Regions from separate parts of the Mus musculus genome. Here region 2 is linked to region 1. Evidence: chromatin contacts called from public HiChIP or PLAC-seq data. All regions are on one chromosome and are shown on one strand. Each heading gives the region's core, a stretch centred on a gene start, on an enhancer-like site or on the middle of the called end of the contact. The rest is flanking DNA. Distances are from core to core; before and after follow the strand shown. Region 1 overlaps Prr5l (proline rich 5 like). Region 2 overlaps Ldlrad3 (low density lipoprotein receptor class A domain containing 3).

What was found. HiChIP or PLAC-seq counts read pairs in DNA pulled down with a chosen protein or histone mark.
Region 2: an H3K27ac HiChIP or PLAC-seq map of microglia shows a contact between it and region 1, with 5 times the contacts expected there. The contact joins two enhancer-like sites. A contact is called at or near these places in 2 of 115 datasets of contacts at active chromatin or transcription factors (microglia and pancreatic cancer cells).

Annotation. Positions count from the first base shown.
Region 1 is chr2:101,731,241-101,734,330 of GRCm38.p6, reverse strand. The region is part of intron 7 of Prr5l (proline rich 5 like); the gene reads left to right. Among named protein-coding and RNA genes, the nearest start is that of Traf6, 54 kb to the right of the region's middle. Within about 2 kb of position 1,345, at least 116 of the 459 cell types and tissues checked have an H3K27ac peak or open chromatin away from gene starts, as enhancers often do. A contact at or near this core is called in microglia, where this site is marked.
Region 2 is chr2:102,038,203-102,041,387 of GRCm38.p6, reverse strand. The region is part of intron 4 of Ldlrad3 (low density lipoprotein receptor class A domain containing 3); the gene reads left to right. Among named protein-coding and RNA genes, the nearest start is that of Gm39888, 48 kb to the right of the region's middle. Within about 2 kb of position 1,872, at least 161 of the 459 cell types and tissues checked have an H3K27ac peak or open chromatin away from gene starts, as enhancers often do. A contact at or near this core is called in microglia, where this site is marked.

The DNA.
Region 1 (3,090 bases), core at 96-2,595:
CCCTCGGGTGAGATTTGGGTACCCACATTCCCTCTGCCCTGAACACCGTTGTTTGGGATAGTCAAGACAGATACTAAATTTCTTCTCCTGCTTGTACCTTCAGCGCCCAGCCCAGAGTCTTGAGCACAAAAGTAACCATTTATTGTGGTGCCGGCTAGTGAAGGGTACACATCCTTGTCAGCCCTTAAACTATGCCAAGGAGCCAAGGATTGAAAACGATGACAAAGTATCTGCTGTCATTGAGTCAAGAGAGAACTAGAACTCCTAGATGGGCTTCATGAAAAAGCAAGACCATGTCAGGTCTCCGAGCTCTGGTCACTTCTTGGTCTCTGTTTGGATCATTCTTCCTGATTTTTCTCTGATGCCTTCTCTTGTGGCCTTGCCCGGATGCTCTTAGACTTGGTCTTTTCTCTGTTTGTGGAATTATTTGGACCAGATTAGATGTGACATGCCATGGTGTTTGTTTCCAGGGAGACACTACCCAGATGGCTCCATCCTGTCTTCTCATCCCAGTCTTAAATCAGCAACAGGAAGATGAGCTAACACTTCTCCGGCTCTGGTTGTTTGCCAGGTGCAGGCACAAGGACTATAAATGTTCTGTTTTTCTTAAACAGTCCAAATAAGCCCTTTTATGAGGTCAGCGTTGTTGTTATTCCCATGCTCCAGATGAGGAAACAAAAACAGGACAGGACTCTTATGCAGTTGAGTGAAATTTCTCAGCTGGTAGGAGGTAGTAAGATTCTCAGATGCAGAACTGTGAGCATCCTGATCCCTTCTGTAGGGAGGGATCTATCTGGTTGGCACATGTTGGGCTTGGATCTCCCGTTTGCCCAATCAACTATGACCTTGAATGTGGTCAGATGGAACCAACATGCCCCAGGGAGCTCTTTCCCATGGATGGGTGTACAGTCTCAGGTTCCTCCATCAGGCTCCTGTTGACTAATGAGATATCACCAGCCCCATCTCCCCCCCCCCCCGCCCCCCACTGCTGTGCTTTTGACTCTCTTGGGGCTATCCTCAGCGTATTCCCCTTTCCTGTAATAAGAAAGGAGGCAGGGTCATCTTAGAGATAAGGGTGGGTATCTTTCTAGAGCTAGCCTTTTTGTAGATAGGAGGATGGGCGTGGCAAAGCGCCCGCAGCTTACATCTGAAATGCTGAATTCAGGGCTTAGCTCCCAAATATGGAGCGTGGAAAAGGAGCCCCTGAGGATTCTAGGACTGAGGTTAGGAGGCTGGACTCCACTTTCTGTTTCTGTTTTGACTTATAACGCCATCCAGTATTACTTACTTCCCCTTCAGCTGTGTCAAAATACCTGACAAACACAACTTAGAAGGGGAACTGCTTACTTAAGCTTACAGTCATCGTTGCGGAGAAGGCACAGTAACGGGAAGGTGAGGCAGCTGGCCACGCTGTATCTTGTATCTGTATCAGCAAGTAGAGAGAGATGAATGCTGGTGTTCAGCTGGCTTCCTCTTTCTATGCAGCCTGAGACCACAGCCCAGGCAATGGCTCTGTGCGTGAGGTGGGTGGGTCTTCCCACCCCTATTAACCTAGATATGCTGCCCAAGGGGTGTTTCCATAGTGACAGTCAAGTTTAACTACCATACATCTCTTTCCATGTATGGTCATGGCTGCCTTTTGAGGACCCTCCCCATCTGAAAGTGGAGCATGCAGACCTGTTTCTGTAACAAAAGCCTTTTGAGGTTCTGGGGTTTGTGTGGAACAACCCAACAATACATGACATCACCCCCCTTAAAGTCTCTGAAGGTGTACCAGAATGTCTATCTACTCTGGCCTGTCCCCTTTCCCCACCACGGTGTGTATATGCAGTTCTTTGCAGCTGATCTTAGGGAATCTGCTCAAGTGTGTCCCTGGGCCTAAAGCCCCTTCATCCCTCCATCAGACATTAGAACCTGACTCTCTAATGCTGACCTGTGCTGTGGCCTTCCTGGTCCCTGCAGGGCTAGGGTCTTGGTGCTCATTTTTTTCTCTGCTCTAAACACTGTTGTCCAGAGCAACTCTTAAACTTCTTCCCTATGCTGTGCCCTCAGCACCCTTGGTCATAAAAGTAGGTGCTCATTGAGCATGGCTCAGAAAGTGATGGAACCAGTTAGGAAGAACCCAAGATCCCTGGCCTGAGTCCCATGATGGCTTCTTCCTTTAGAAGTGAGGAATATAGCCTGAGAAGTTCCATGGCTGTGTTGAGGTTCTGGAAAACTGGGCCATGAAACAGTCCCCACTGTGGATCTTCCTGTTCTTCCCACGTCAGGGTACTGGAAGGTCAGAGAGTTAGTTGGCTAACTAACTCAGGAGTATAAACTGAACTGTGTGAGCTGGGTCAGTCAACCAGTCCTAGTCTTTTTTACTCTCTCCACCTCTCAGCCTTCCTTCCTGTCCCACCCCCTCCCCCCCTCCTTTCCAACACTAAACATTCTGCTACCTGAGCTCAGGGAGGGTGGAGCTGGGACAGAGGGGGTAGAGAATCGCCAAGCCTGTTTCTAGCACCACAGTCAAGCTCATCCCAATATAGTCACTCTCTCCACATCTGTCTCTTCCCTTCCCTTTTTAGTCTCAGACTGCAAACCCTGCTTATATTTTGTCAAATTTGCATATAATCTGTAGCCTCTTTTCAGGTTTCTTGTTTCCTTAAACCATCCAACACCCAGGCATCTGTGCCTCATTTGGTGTAGCAGAAAAGGGCCAAGGAAAAGCCCATTTACTTGGGAACCACATCTCAACCATGGATCCCTAATCTGCAGGAGCTGGCCCCACTTGCTTCACTCCACAGACAACTTGCAGGGCTGTGGTGAGCTTTAGCTTTTTACGGGGAAACCATTCAGGATCTCTTCTGTGAATTTGAGGAGATACTCTTTCTGGGTAAGCACAGAGTCCTCTGAAGTCTCTTTTCCCTCTCAGGCCCTTATTCCTTTCTGGTCTCTGGGTCTTTGCTACCCCTCAACAGGAGGGCATACTTTCAAGCCCCCTGCAGTGAGAAACAGTTCACAAGGAGCCTGCTGGTTTTCTAGAAAGCAGATGTATTACAACTCCCCTCCAGTTTTGGCTGTCATGTCTCCTTTTTTTCCCTGCCT
Region 2 (3,185 bases), core at 623-3,122, 310 kb before region 1:
TGCCACAAGCTTCCCACTGTGATGGATTGTATCTTCAAACCGGGAGCCAAAGTAAACCCTTTGTTCCTTAAATTGCTTTTGTCGGTATTTTATCAAAGCAGTTGGACCAAATATTCTATTAGGAGGTAGGTCTTTGGAAGTGAATATTTCCTGAGAGGGGGTCCTTGTGAATAACATAAGTACCCTTATAAAAGAGGCCTGAGGCAGGGACGTGCCATTGATGAAGCCAGAGGTCATCACCAGACCACCGGGCCAACAGAGCCTTGATCTTGGACTTTGTGAATCCTCATTGTTTATAAACCCCACGGTTTACACTATTCTCTCTAGCAGGCTCAAGCAGGGCACAGCTCCCTACTTCACTCCTCTCCCCCTCGTACCCTGCCCGTAGCTGGCACTTCATAACCCTTCATTGAATACACAATTGGATGAAATGAACAACTCACTAGAAGCACAATCCAGACAGAACAGCAGCAGCCAAGGGGAGGGAGGATTGATTTATGGGAGAAAATTAGAGGAATGAAATACATAGATAGAGTTTGCCTAAGTGAGAATGATGGCGGCAGCCAGGGGCACCAAGGGAGAGGAATTGCCTAACATGGGAGCAGAGAGCAGGAGCGGAGTGGGGGCACCCAGGCTGGAATATAGATGGAGGTTCATAAGCGTGCGTTGCTGCCTGTCAGTGGTCTGTGCAGTTGGAAAATGAACTTCTGCATATAGATGTATAGGAGAACAGAGGGCATCTACCCCAGCATGAAATGGGCTAGTTGCGGCAGCAGCACCACCCCACCCCACCCCCACTGGCTCATCTCCCTCTACTATATGGGTTGGCATGTTTAGTAAATTATTATTCTTGGGGATAAATGTGGTGCAACTTGAAAGTCAAAAAACAGGCAGGGGACTTGGGCAGCAGCAGATACTGTAAGCAGAGAGCTCGGTGGCTCACTATTTGTCCTTGGAATGGACAGCCTCTATTTACACTACAAGTGTTGTGCATCTCGGCTTCCTGCACAGTGTACAGTGTTGAGATCAGATGGCTGCCTCCTTCTCAAGACTGAGCAGGGCAGAAGAGCAGAAGTCATGACACCATCTCCCTCAGAACTTCACCTCCTGCCACTCGCAGCCCATCAAAGAGCAAAGGTTCCTGGGCCCTCCCTGTGTGCCAGGCCCTGCCATTAGCATCACACACACACACACACACACACACACACACACACACACACACTGTAAGCTTCTAAGGAAGCCATTCTTATCACTAAGACCCCTCTATTTATAGAGGGGGAAAATGAGCTGTAGGGACATGATGGGACTTGTGTAAAGCCATTAAGCAGATGACAGAGCCTTACTCTGTGACTCAGCTAAGCCCCCAGCTACTGCTGGACAAAGTACCTGCCATGCATCCCAGTATCTTGCAGCCTGGTTTGGGTGGGAAGGGCACACAGGAAAGTACAGGCTTATAAGATGATGTTGAAAGCAAGGGTTGGGTTGAACCTTTTGCCAAATCCATCCGGAGTCTGGGAGTAGCTGTCAAGGCAATGGTGCTCAACGTGGGGTTGGGGACCCAATTCAGCTCTGTTTATAACTCAAGGGGGAACAGTCCCATACTTCAGTCTCTCTTTAAAATGGGAACTAGACTTGTCCCATTTTTCATTGTGACTGTTGAAATAAGGGTAAGGAGACTGACCTGACCGTAGAGTAGGTCCTGTAACACATCCCAGCAGTCATTCGTTGTAGTGTGCTTGCTTGCTGCTGTTGTGAAGACTATTGTTAAGCAGGAAGCAGCTTAGATGCAGGTGATCCAGCCCCAGACAGAGACACCCATAACCCAGTGAAAGTGATGGGTGAACAAAACATTTCCTGCCCAGCTGCTTCTCCTTACACCCCACCCCATAGCAGAGTGGGCAGGCAGGCAGGCAGGCAGGCCATATGCAGCACATACCACTAGGCACTTGCTTCCCCTTTCTGTTTTCTTTACTCTTTTGAGTAAGGGAGGGGTTGCTGGGAATAGAACGCAGGACCTAGGACTCCTAGCCCCAATGGGTGTTAGTATATGTTTTATCAGCCTGTTGCACCCAGTCTGTAGCAGGGCTCCTTTCTGCCACAAGTAGCTCCAGTCTGTAAACCGGGCTCAGCTCTGTCCTACCTCCATTGCCTCCACGCTGTATCACTGTCCATCTTTGGAGAGTGATAGGTATGCACGCTGGCTCAAGAATGTCTTAACTTTCTGCTCATACCATATTCCACAGATGCTTTGGCTAAGCCAAGTCATGTGGTCAAGCCCTAGCCTAGTGGGGTGTGGAAATAGGAAATAACTCTGTTTCTAGTAAGAAAAACTGGGGCTCGAGAGATGGCTCAGTGGTTAAAAGAACTGACTGCTCTTCCAGAGGTCCTGAGTTCAATTCCCAGCAACCACATGATGGCTCACAACCATCTACAATGCCCTCTGCTGGTGTGTCTGAAGATAGCTACCGTGTACTATTATACATAAAAGAAATAAATAATTCTTTAAAAAATAAAAAAGAAAGGTGGCTTGGCCAAGCTTGTAGTCACAGAACGGGGATGAATCATTGGGAGTAGGATTGTAGAAAATTGGGGGAAGGGGGACCCTTAGCCAGAAACACTGGCCCATTGCTCAGCTGTTGTTTTATCTTCTGGGAGACCAGCCAGACTGAGGCCCGTTTCTGTCCAAGCACCTGACTAAGGGAGAGTCTGTGCCAGCCACCCAGCCTCCCGCAGTCTGCTGAGGCTCTGGCTGAAGCAGGCATTGCCTTTTATCCAGCCTGCTTCTAACTCATTATTTACATAGACTATAAAATAATGCTTAACTCTAAATTACCGCAAGTCAGAGCCTCGAGTGAGGCTAGCTAGACCTTCCCAGATGAAAGCCGACTAAATACAATAGGGAGGGAGGAGGACAGCCACAAATAAAATGTCACTGAGTGCCTAATGATAGAAGGCTATGCGACAGCCTGCGTAATTGGGCAAAGTGGCTGATGGCAACAGCTGGCGGGGTTAGCTGGTCTTCGGTTCTATTTATGTGTTTATCTGCTGCCTGTCACCATAATGGCCACAAGCAGTATTGATCACAGATTAATTTTGCCTCATCCCTTCTGTTTCTCAGCTCTACCCTTATCAGGCTCACCTCCTCCCCTCAAATAGACATCCAAATGAATATGTGGGGTAACCTG